Linked DNA regions of Mus musculus: region 1 is linked to region 2. The links are chromatin contacts, called in public HiChIP or PLAC-seq maps. All regions are on one chromosome and are shown on one strand. Each heading gives the region's core, a stretch centred on a gene start, on an enhancer-like site or on the middle of the called end of the contact. The rest is flanking DNA. Distances are from core to core; before and after follow the strand shown. Region 1 overlaps Tcf7l2 (transcription factor 7 like 2, T cell specific, HMG box). Region 2 overlaps Vti1a (vesicle transport through interaction with t-SNAREs 1A).

What was found. HiChIP or PLAC-seq counts read pairs in DNA pulled down with a chosen protein or histone mark.
Region 1: a contact with region 2 is called in an HNF4G HiChIP or PLAC-seq map of pancreatic cancer cells. The contact joins two enhancer-like sites. A contact is called at or near these places in 1 of 484 Hi-C or Micro-C datasets (bone marrow-derived macrophages) and 3 of 115 datasets of contacts at active chromatin or transcription factors (bone marrow-derived macrophages, embryonic basal ganglia and pancreatic cancer cells).

The regions. Positions count from the first base shown.
Region 1 is chr19:55,849,784-55,855,999 of GRCm38.p6, forward strand. The region is part of intron 5 of Tcf7l2 (transcription factor 7 like 2, T cell specific, HMG box); the gene reads left to right. Among named protein-coding and RNA genes, the nearest start is that of Gm52391, 85 kb to the right of the region's middle. Within about 2 kb of position 2,313, at least 59 of the 459 cell types and tissues checked have an H3K27ac peak or open chromatin away from gene starts, as enhancers often do. A contact at or near this core is called in pancreatic cancer cells, where this site is marked.
Region 2 is chr19:55,437,516-55,443,808 of GRCm38.p6, forward strand. All of the region lies in intron 5 of Vti1a (vesicle transport through interaction with t-SNAREs 1A), which reads left to right. Among named protein-coding and RNA genes, the nearest start is that of Vti1a, 120 kb to the left of the region's middle. Within about 2 kb of position 3,061, at least 31 of the 459 cell types and tissues checked have an H3K27ac peak or open chromatin away from gene starts, as enhancers often do. A contact at or near this core is called in pancreatic cancer cells, where this site is marked.

The sequences.
Region 1 (6,216 bases), core at 1,063-3,562, 410 kb after region 2:
TATCTGAAGGTGACTTGGGCAAGGGAAGGTGAAAGCTGGGGTAGCTTTCTAAACACAGATGTGTTCATGCAAGCTTTGTTGAGATGTTACTCATCTGTTTACCAGTGTAAAGTGTCTGATCTGTTGTGGCCTGGGTCTCCTTGGGAGTAGTGATACTTGCCATGAGCACACTCAGTTTTAGAACACCGACTGACTCAACCTATCCATCAGCCCGAGCGCCCCTTAGTGTGCGCTCCCCATTTGGCACAATAATCCCAGCCATAGGTGACTCGTAGGAGGCAGCAGGGGTAGTCAATGTTTCAGTGCCTTCCACTTAGCGAAGTGGGGGGTTTGATGGGCATCTGTCTGAACTGGCCTCCTAGTCCTGGATTTCTGGAAGCCACTGTCCTTTTACTTTCCTCTCCTTGATGGCAGAAGGCAGAAAGTGGGCCCAGCAGGTATTAGAATGAGTGGGAATTAGTGTCAGAGCTTCTGCTGGGGCGGAACATGCCTCCACCACCGCATCTGTCCACTGTGGCCACTCACACTCGCAGGGAGCTCTGGCCTCAGGGCTTCACTGGGGCAGAAAGCATGATACCCACCTTCTCCCATGTTAGTGTACTTGTGCAGTGTGCAGATTCTCCCATGCAGAAGCCACCCCAGGGGCTTTGCAGGAACTCTCCCCTGTTCAAGCCTTTATCTCTCCACTCCCTTTTGCAGTTCACACTCTGGAGGGAGGAATCATACCTTTCCTCTCTGAGCATTAGCAGTAGGGAATGTTATCCGTGTTGGAACTGGGCACCCGCCCAAATTCTGCTGGTGCCTGAACTGATACTGAGCTGAGCTAGAGACAGCTGGGTGCTTGGGTGGGTATGAGCTAGCTGCCACCAAGCCCTTGGGCCTGTGCTGCGGAAATTCATCCTGGTTAGCCTGGCAGGCTGGGAATCCTGATAGTAGACATGGCACCATCCCCCATCAGGCAGGTGTTGCAGGCAGGATCTAGGGAGCCCCTCTAAGGAAAGTGGGTCCCTATAGGTCAGGCGCTGGCATGGCTGTGGATGCCAGAGGAAAATCATGCCTATATACCACAGCACCGTTCCCCAAGGAGACGCCTATTCACATACTCTGATAACTGGCTGTGAACATACCAGGAAGTGCTTTTTTAATTATGTAATTGCTTTCACACTACATATATAAAGGGAACCAGCACACTCACTCGTATTTGGAAAACTTGTGTGAGATATTGGGGGTGAGGGCTGGGGAGATGGCTCAGGGGATAAAGTGCTTGCCTTTCGAGCATGAGTCCCAGAGTTTAGGTTCCCAGCACGCATGCAGGTGGCCCATCAGCAGCCCTGGCAGCGAGAGACTCATAAGCAAAAGATCTCTAGAGCAAGCTGGCTAGCTGTCCTAGATGAATTAGAAAGCTCTGGATTCAAAGTAGAGACCCTGCCTCGGTGTATGAGGTAGCGATTGATCAGAACAGACACCTGACGTCAACTTCTCTACTCCACCTCTGTGTGCACACATGTACATCCACGCACATCAGAACATGCATATATACATGCACGAATGCTCAACTTCTAGGGGAAAAAAAGAAGAAGCAATTTGATTTCCTACGTACACCATAATGGTTATGGTATTGGGTACGATAGCTTTTTGAGTGTCTAGGTAAAAATATGAAATTTAATAAATTTGGGTGTTAGTGCCAAGTGATGAACCTGGCCCCTGGGTTAGAGAAACCACCCTGTACTAGAACACTGTTGGACAGAGGAATCACAGGCATGAGAAGCAGACCGGTGGGGCTAGGGGTGTCTCTGCTTTCAAGCAAGCCATCGTTTCAGTTTGCACTTGTGACCACAAGGACAGTTCGGCTTCCTTTCTTCCTGGGTGCCTGACAGAAGGGTTACCATGGTAACCCGTCAAACCCATAAGCCTGGGTTCTGGTGATCACAGATGTTCTCGTTTGAGCAAGCAGAGGCCATTCCGGACTCTCAACGCTGCAACTGCTTCCTCCCGGGCTTCGCCTTCACCTCCCATCCTGTTAGCCTAGACACAGACACCCTGCCAGTCTGCCAAGCCCTGATGTCCACTGCCATTCCTGTGGCCCAGGCCATTTCTGGTGTGAGTGGCTGGCACCGTGTCCAGAAGGCAAGCCCCACCCCAGGAATGGTGCTGCTGTGCTGGGATGTTTATTCTTTGGAAGGGAGGCTCTGGAGCTGTGCCCTGAGTCTAGGGTCTGTGTATCCCACATCCACGTCATCTTCACATCTACCTCTTTGGGCTGGCCTTCTGCTCTACAGAGGCGTGTGTACCCTTGGCAGAGAGAGGGAGGTCGGCAGCTGACTCATGCGCCAAAGGTCAGCATGGTAGCCGGTGCCAGCTCCTCTCTTCCCTGGGCATGGCCGTCGTCTTGGACCTTTTAGACACTTGGACTGACTTTATGCAGAACAGTCTGGATTTATGAGTTAGACTTGGGCTTGGGTTTATTATTTTGTACTTTGGATCCTTCCTTTAAAAAGACCAGAGATAAAAATACCGCCCTTTGCCAACGTTGCTCCCCTCAGCCTCACCTCACTTCCCTCTAGAAAGGAGAGTGTTGGAGGTTTTGTTCATTGTTGTTACAGATGGGCAGACTTGGAAAGCTGTGGGTTTCAAAGAGGCCAGGGCATACCTGGAGTCTCCCCTGGTTCCTTCTCTAGGCCTGATGTCCCTGTTATTGCTAATCCTGTGGCTACAGACCTTGTAATTCCCATCATTAAGGACACTTGGAGTTGTGTGACTTGAGAGGTGGGTGGGCCCTGGCCTGTTTACTCCATCGCCCTAGTGTTTGGGTTTCCTGATTTCCATTGGCAGTTTGGATATGAGCTTGAAGGTTGGAGGCTTGCTGCCGACTGCTGCAGTGACCCAAGACCCAAGTCTTTGCTAGCCAGGGTGTGCATCAGCCCTGGGCATGCGAAAACTCTCAGACTGGTACTCAGTGGTTTTCCAGTGGGGTCGGGGGTTGTGTTCAACAGAAGGCACCTGGATGTAGTCTGGGTTGTCCTGGCTGGGCAGGAGTTGCTATGTTGCTCCTTAGGCAGTTCTGTGCCCTTACCCCTGGGCCAGAAACACAAAGAAGTATCCTCAGGGCAGAAGCAGGGCAGCAGAAAAGCCCCACCTTAATATAAGGGTTTATTGGGCAGCTACATGGTTGACTGAGTAGTCTTATTACCTTGTTTTGTTTGATTGCTCGCTTGTTTTATTTTTAAGACAGGGTCCCACAACCCAGGCTTGACTCGGAGTTGGTATTTACCCGAGGATGGCCTTGAACTCCCAATCTTGCTCCTGGGTGCTGGGATTCCAGGTGTGCACCACCATGCCCAGTTGTCTTACTGAGTGCACAGCTCTGTTCCTTCTGAGCTGTGTTTTGTTTTAGCATGAGCAAGAATATAAAGAGTGAGTGTGTGGGTGTGTATGTGGAGAGGGACAGCAAAGAAGTCTATTTTTATTCCTGACAAATTAGCTTCCTCCTTACCTAACATTCTTCTTTAAAAAAAGAAAGGAAGGAAAGAAGGAAGGAAGGAAGGAAGAGAGAGAGAGAGAGAGAGAGAGAGAGAGAGAGAGAGAGAGAGAGAGAGAGAGAAAGAAAGAAAGAAAGAAAGAAAGAAAGAAAGAAAGAAAGAAAAAGAAGGACCCAAACCCAAGTTATCTTGCCACTTCCAGATTACTAAAGCTCACCCTACCCACGAGGTATGGTATCAGGGTCTGGGAGACGAATGTGTGGCTACAGTGCATGCTGCACAGGCATCAGGACCTGAGTTTGGTCCCAAGTAAGAAGCTGGGCATGATAGCGTGTGCTTGTACAACCCCAGGGTTTGGGAGATGGAGACGAGGTGCTAGACTTGCTGACCAGCCAGCCTAGCCTAAATGTGAGTCCTGGTCCCAGTGAGAGATTCTGTCTCAAAAAAAAAAAAAAAAAAAAAAAAAAATGAGGTGGATAGCTCCTTAGCAAAGACACCCAAGGCCGACCCATTGGTTCCACACCCCTGTGCAGACACATGCATGGATACACTCATCCACACAAATGAAAAAACAAACAAACAAACATACAAACAAACAGCATAACAACACCGAGTCAAAACTGAAGAATACTTTTATACTGTCTTCTGGGATTCGCATTTTGCTTTGTAAATCCATTCTTAAAAGGATGCATACCGGCAGGCACATCATCAATTTCCCGGCCCTTCCAAGACACTTCTGGGGGAAGTGGATGAAAGGTGTAAATTAAGAAAAGCAAGTGTTTGTGGCTTCCACCTTAACCTTCTGCTACGTTAAATGGCTCTGTTGAAGAGGGCTGTCACAGCTCTTGAAAACTTGGGAAAATCCAAGCAGGCTGTGACATGAGTCACCTTTGGGAGCCCAGGATGTTTGATGTGAAAATTATATGGGCACATCTAATTGGGTGCAATTTCACCCCACGAGATATCTACTGCAAGGGTGACTCCCCCTTCCCTTGTTTTTAAGCTAAATTGTTTAATCTGAATTGCATACTCCTCAGAAGCATTCAATGAATCAGCTGCCACTTTTCAATGTCTTTTGTTTAGCCACTGACTATATGAGCCAACCATACACACCCCTAGACACCCTGGAAGAGTTAGCGACTTATCTCTCCCTGATGTGGAGGATTGTGACAACTATAGCCTTCTACTCATGTTCCATAATTTAGTCTTCCCAGTGTCCTCAGAGCCCAGCCTGCAGGGAAGAAACAAACATCCCCCCCCTTCTTTGTGTGTGTGTGTGTGTGTGTGTGTGCGCGCGCGCGTGCGTGCTCCCTGTAAAATGGGGAAGAATCATTTTTGTCTTGCTGGATTCTCAGAGATGTGCACTCATTTCCAGTAAAATGTTCTCAGAGCGAAATAGAAAGCTCTCACATAGAGATAAGATAATGGGCAATTAAGTTAATTTAAACCCCAGAGTTAACAATGATCAGTTAATTCATATACCACGAGTTTCACCTACGTGATACAGAGCACTCTTTCATTCTAGTGTATTTATAGGGCCGTTTAGCTGTCACCACCACATTAGACTTTTTATGCCCCCTCTTAACCGAAACACTTCACGTAAACGGCTATTGGTCAACCGCGGCTTCATTCTTTTCTTCTTCTGTTCTTCAGTCTCAGGACAGCCATCACTCTCTGTTTCTATGAGTCTTCTTGTTTTAAGTCTTCCCTTACCCATGGAAGTCAGTGTGTGGTCCCTTATGTGTGGCTTCTTTCACTTGCCCTGATGCCCTAAACATCTGTGTACTGTCCGCTACACCAATACTGCTTCCTTTAGCGACTGAGTACTATTCCATTGCATAGATAGATAGATCATGCTTTACTTATGGTAAATTTCAAAATTAAAACACTTTCACCTACGCTCGTATTTGTTTAAGTTTCCAAAGCTTCTTTTCTCTCTCTCTCTCTCTCTTTTTAAGTTAATGGATATTGGGGAGCAAAAATTTCCAAATTTGTGAGCTTCCTCTGTGTTTCAATAAGCCCGTATCTTGACAAAAGACATCTAGGGGCAAGTGCTGGTCGGAGCCAGGAGTCTTGAAGAATCAAGGCTTACAGTCAGTGAAACAGTAACTGCTTTTGGTTAGTCTTTCTGTGGGTCACCAGAGGATTAAGACATTATCTCCAGAGGCTGGAGTGTGGTCCTGGCAGAGCCGTCTCCAGTGGGCTGTGTTCTCTGCTGGTAATCTTTGCTGACTTGATCATCCGTCTGCTGGTACCCCACAGTCTGAGGAGGTGAGGCTGTGTCCAATCTGGGGAATCTCTTTCCGTTTGGAGGGTTGAGAGGCCTAGCTCTGTTTGCATTCTGAGAGGGGGTGGAAAGGGTCTGCTCCGTGGACGTTGCTCTTTGGTTGATTGGCTGAAGGCAGTTTCTCCTTTGGTTGATTGGCTGAAGTCAGTTTCTCTGTTGGTTAATTGGCTGAAGGTGGGGTTTCTCTCTCTGCTGGGGTGGAGTTGGCCTGGGTTAGAGGCTCTCCTGGCTACCTTCCATGTTATTGTGGTGCTGGTTTTATTTTTACCAAGCAGGGATGAGGTGGCACACACCTTAATCCCAGCACTCGAGGCAGGCAGACAGATCTCTATGAGTTTGAGGTCCGACTAAATAACAAGCTTGAGGACAAATAGAGCTACATACTGAGGTCCTGTCTCATTAACAAAACAACCATAACGACAAAGATAGTAGAGGGCTATGACCAGCATG
Region 2 (6,293 bases), core at 1,811-4,310:
AGATTCAATGCAATGCCTATCAAAATTCCAACTCAGTTTTTCATAGAGTTAGAGAAATTTGCAAATTCATCAAGAATAACTAAAATCCTAGGATAGCAAAAACTATTCTCAGCAATAAAAGAACCTCTGGTGGAATCACCATCCCTGACCTCAAGCTGTACTACAGAGCAATTGTGATAAAAACTGCATGGTATTGGTTCAGTGACAGGCAGGTAGATCAATGGAATAGAATTGAAGACCGAGAAATGATGGTCACTTGATCTTTGACAAAGGAGCTAAAACCTTGCATTTTCAACAAATGGTGCTGGTTCAACTGGCTGTCAGCAGGTAGAAGAATACAAATCGATCCATTTTTACCTCCTTGTACAAAGCTCAAGTCCAAGTGGATCAAGGACCTCCACATAAAACCAGAAACACTGAAACTAATAGAAAAGAAAGTGGGGAAGAGCCTTGAAGACATGGGCACAGGGGGAAAGTTTCTGCACAGAACACCAGTAGATATGCTCTAAGATGAAGAATTGACAAATAGGACCTCATAAAATTGCAAAGCTTTTGTAAGGCAAAGAACACTGTCAATAGGACAAAACAACAACCAACAGACTGGGAAAAGATCTTTACCAACCCTACATCGAATAGAGGGTTAATATCCAATATATACAAAGAACTCAAGAAGTTAGACTCCAGAGAACCAAACAAAAATATGGGGTACAGAGCTAAACAAAGAATTTCCAACTGAGGTATATCGAATGGTTGAGAAGCAGCTAAAAAAATGTTCAACACACTTAGTCATCAGGGAAATGCAAATCACCTCACACCAGTCAGAATGGCTAAGATAGAAAACTCAGGTGACAGCAGATGCTGGTGAGGATGTGGAGAAAGAGGAGCACTCCACAATTGCTGGTGGGATTGCAAGCTGATACAATAACTCTGGAAATCAGTTTGGCGGTTCCTCAGAAAATTGGACATAGTAACTACCTGAGGACCCAGCTATACCACTCCTGGGCATATACCCAGAAGTTGCTCCAACATTTCATAAGGACACATGCTCTACTATGTTTATAGCATCATTTTTTATAATAGCCAGAAGCTAGAAAGAACCCAGATGTCCCTCATCAGAGGACTAGATACAGAAAATGTGGTATATTTACACAATGGAGTACTACTCAGCAATTAAAAACAATGAATTTTTGAAATTCTTATGCAAATGTTTGGAATTAGAAAATATCATCCTGACTGAGGTAACCCAATCACAAAAGAACACACATGGTATTCACTCACTGGTAAGTAGATATTAGCCCAGAAGCTCAGAATACCCAAGATACAATGCACAGACCACATGAAGCTCAGGAATAAGGAAGACCAAAGAAGTGGGAACAAAATACCCATGGGAGGAGTTACAGAGACAAAGTGTGGAGCAGAGACTGAAGGAATGACCATCCAGTGACTGCCCCACCTGGGGATCCATCCTATATATAGTCACTGAACCCAGACACTATTATGGATGCCAACAAGTGCTCGCTGACAGAAGCCTGATAGACCTATCTCCTGAGGGGCTCTACCAGTGCCTGACAAATACAGAGGTGAATGCTCTCAGCCACCCATTGGACTGAGCATAGGGTCCCCATTGGCAGAACTAGAGAAAGGACCCAAGGAACTCAAGTGGTTTGCAGCCCCATAGGAGGAACAACAATGTGAACCACCCACTACCCCCCAGAGCTCCCAGGGACTAAACCACCAACCAAAGAGTACAGATGGTGGGGCTCATGGCTCCAGCTGCATATGTAGCAGAGGATAGCCTTGTCAGGCATCAATGGGAGGAGAGGTCCTTGGTCCTGTGAAGCCTCTATGCGCTAGTGTAGAGGAATTCCAGGGCCAGGAAGCGGGAGTGGGTGGGTTGGTGAGCAGGGTTGGGGAGAAGGGATAGGGGTTTTCAAAGGGGAAACCAGGAAAGGGGATAATATTTGAAATGGAAATAAAGAAAATATCTAATAAAACAAAAAGAAAATAATGTCCATGAGAACAGATCTGTTTTGTTCTCTCTTATATCTCCAGCTTCTAAACTTATGCTGTACAGAAGGGAAATGTTCCATATATATGATCTAATAAAGTGGGTGAAACTCAGTATACACCAGGCTGGTATGTGTAGTACTTAGCAGACCCTGACTGGTGTAGCCATTTTGGGAGAATGAGATTGAAGGGAACCACTCATCTCCAGGGTCAAGGTTTGGAAAACCTTCAGTGGAGAAAGAGACAGCATGAAGGTGAGCCTAGGTTTGGGACACTAAGTAATATTTAGATTTATGAACTCAAGGACAAGGTGGAGAGAAACCACTTAAACAAAGGTACAGAGATAGAATAGCCCAGGATGCTTTAAAAAGGAAAATACTAACCAAAGAGTAGCCAGAGTCAACAATGCCTGATGACAGTAAATATTGAATGTTAGTAAAGACTAGTCAGCGAGTCTGCTCTGCCTAAGCCATTGAGATAATATTCAGAAGGTCTAGGCTAACATCCTGACCTGGCATTCATTTACTCTGTTTTTAATGTAAGCATTAATTTGTATGTGGGAATTTTATAGTTATCAGGCAGTTCTCTTAAATGCAATCATTAATTACTCCATTCTTTAGCCAAGAAATTAGGTCTTAAAGAATTCACCTCTTCTTCTATCACAAAACAAGGATATGGTGTGTCAAGTGTTTTAAGTAAAAGCATGGGGTGTGCCATTGGCTGTCACTTAGTCAATAAAAATGGTGCCTTTTTCTCTCTTAGCAGTGACTTTGTGAAGGACTTTGGAAAACTGAATGGACACATCTGAAATTGGGTTTCAATTTTGAGAGAGCACAAATGATCACAACTCATATCACTCAGTGGCCTAGTACTGTTCAAATACTGTTAAAAGAGTTGCCTTTTTATAACATTACAAACAAAACAAAACATAAAAGTACAAAGCCCCATTTGTGGGATCTGGGCCATATCCATGGGAATGCCTGGATGAGAAACTATTGAGAATGTGAAGAACCGGGGCTGGAGAGATGACTCAGTCGTGAAGGATGCTTGCTACCTTTAAAACAACAAATAACTGAATCCCATGCCTATTACTCATGGCAGGAAGCTCAGAGTCACCTGTAACTCCAGGTCCATCTGATGGCCAAAGGGCATCTGATGACCGTTTTGGCCTTTGCACACACTTTATACATCTTCATGTGCACACAAACACATTAAAATTAAACCTGTTTATAAAACAGAGTGGGAAGAGCAGGAAAGTGTGGGTGTCGGCTCCTCGAACCACAGTCACACCAACCAAAGCCTTCCCCAAAGAACACTTAAATGTGAGCATTTTAGTCGGCACGCGCAGTTGAGTATCAAGTCATTAACTCCAGCACACTTCCTCCTTCTTAAGAGCAGAGCTGAGCTTAGCTGTCCTCTGACTTCAGCCTGCCCAGTACCTGCTATTCATTTCAGAAATGAATTCTATTTTTTCAAATCTTTTACTTAGGCAGGTCCACAGTGGCAGAGTTCACACCTTGGCTATTGCTTTAAAAAATGAACAACTGATATGCAAAAGTTTGACAAACTTGAGCTAAGGTCACTGAAGGCTTAAATGGTAAGAGCTTAAAAATATTAAGGCAGACAGAGACTAAATCTCCTCCAGGTCGATCCTACAACCTGAAATGTTTTCCTAAACATATAAACCTTAAAATAATGTTAATAAATCTAAAATGCCTCAAGTAAATGTGGAACTCCAGTTGTTTTAATATAGAAATATTAGCACTAATGGGTTTCTAAGACATCTCTGTAGACTTATGGTTAGTGTTTTCAGTGTTAGCCTTTATGAAGCTGGAACTCACATGTGTTCATAAGGGATGCATACACTGGGAAATTGTGGTCAAAATGTCAAACAGTAAACATCAGAGTTCAGGCTAGTTCACTTCAATATTTATGTTAATTTTGTAAAAACTTATTTGGATGATTTTCATGATAGCCTCCACGTTAGAGAAAAACCTTCATGGAAACTTATTGAGGATCAATATTTTAAAAATCGTTTGGTCACATAGAACTACCTGACAGTATTATCCAAATAGCCTGCTAAGGAAAGCTGCTTACCCTATAAATGTACCTTATGATTAAAACAGTACATCATTATCTGAGGTCCAAAGTCTTCTTGGTTAATAGATTTAAACGGTTTTTAATCCAGTCAATAAATGTGAAGGTCCACTGGCTACATTCTCTTCAGGCTTCTGCTAATTAATTATGGCTTATTTTGCTCAAGTTCTATTGTCATGCTGGCTGTGTAACTCAGGGCAAAGACTCACTCTAGTGATTTGCACCTTGAGGTATTGAATTGGAAGCCAATCAGGCTTGACTCAAATGAATTTGGACACTGGCTAAACAGGAACTTAAGAGTGGTGCACCAGTATTCCCAGCCCTGCTCTCCCTAACAGTGAAGCTCTGGGGAATAATTGTTTTACAAAGGTCCTTTGGTCCTGACAGTGTGGAGCTGCTCTTGGTCATCGAGTAACAGAGTTCTGGATAGTTTTGTTTGACTTTCCAACAGAAGCTGTTGCCTAATTTTTTTTTCTCATTGTAAAAAACTTATTCAATTTTACTGTTTTATGGGTTTTCTCATTATTTCATGACTCAGAGTACTTTTTTTTTTTTTTTTAAATAAGGACTTTTCTCATTATGGAATTTTTCGTCCCTGAACCAGGCTCACTGGCTGGGTAGACTGCCTGGCTAGGCCCACTGGTGGCTAGACTGGCTGACCAGAGTGCCCCAGGATCCGCCTGCCTCTGCCTCCAGGTTTGATGTTACAGAGGCGCCTCCTAGCCTGGCTCCTGGGGATGCCTGGTCCGGTCTTCTACAGGCACGGAGTAGTTAACTGAATGAATTCTCTCCCCAGCCCAGCATCTGAAATCAATACATTGCCCAGTGTGTGTATGTGTCCCCGCCACATCCCATGTATGTGCCTGCGAGCGATGATCAGGCGACTCAGATATTACCCAGTGTTTGGGAAAATTCCCGTATGCCAGGTTACTTTAAGACATATTTTTTTTTTCTGTAGCACCTATTTTATTAGCTAGATCAACCATTATTCAGTATGGAAAGGAACTACATCAATGTGAATATAGCTACTAGATAGGTGTCCATTGAGACTGTCTCACAGGCTGGTTACCACAGCCATATCCAGCAAGCCTTTCTGCAGTGTACACTCACTCACAGTGACTGTTACAGTGGTCCCTACAATCCCAACTACTCCTGAGCGCTAAGACAGGGCCATTGGGAATTCAAGATTAGCTTACATGCACTTGCATCTGTGCGTATATATTTGATTTGGGGCTGTGCTGTAGATCACACCAGGGCCTTGTCCATGCCAGGCAAGCATGAGTTTCCTTTTATAAGCACTTAACCCACACCAGGAGAAGCTAGGGAGATAACTTAGGGCTGACTGCTGTATGCACAGGCTGCTCTTCTAGACAACCCAGGTTCGATTTCTAGTATCCACATAGTGGCAAACATCCATCTATAACTATTTCAAAGAAGTCAGAAGCCCTGTTCTGGCCTCCGTGGGCCCTACACACCATGTAGTGCACAGACATACATGCAAGTTGTGTGTGTGTGTGTGTGTGTGTGTGTGTGTGTGTGTGTGTAAGTAAAACCACTTTGTCCTCTAAACATGCAATGAGAAAAGACTCTCCACAGCTGAAAATCTGCTTTGTTGAGGGAAAAGTGTAAGTGAGCTAGAAGTCACTGCTTTATGGGCTTTAAGACTGTGGGCAGTAGCGTTGTTTTATATTTAAGTCATGAAATAACCATGCATACCACATACACACATATGGCAGTTATGCTGAAGCATTGACACAATTGTTTATTTTTTTGAGGGGAAATAGGCCTTTTATATAATGGCGTTATAGTGAGTGTCATTTTTAGATGTGAAAAAAATGAGTACCTGCCATTTTCTTGTTATCCTGAGGTCAGAGCCTACCACAGAGATTTTAATATTTGAAAACTCTTCTATTCAGTGGAATCTCAGCATTGAAGACAATGACTTTCTGAAGATGCAGCATTCCGCCCCAATGTATCTGACCTTTCTTGGTCAGGAAAATAAAACATCAACCCCTCTTGTTTGTTTTCCTCACGTCTCGTCTCACACAGCTCAGTATTAGTTGATCAGGAGATATTCTTGCTCCTTAGTCTCTGTAGTTAGCATCTTTTGTGGAACAGCTGCCAGCAGATGAGGCACGTGCTGTCCTGGCACCGTCATCAGCCATTTGGAACCGAGGAACTGCTTTAAG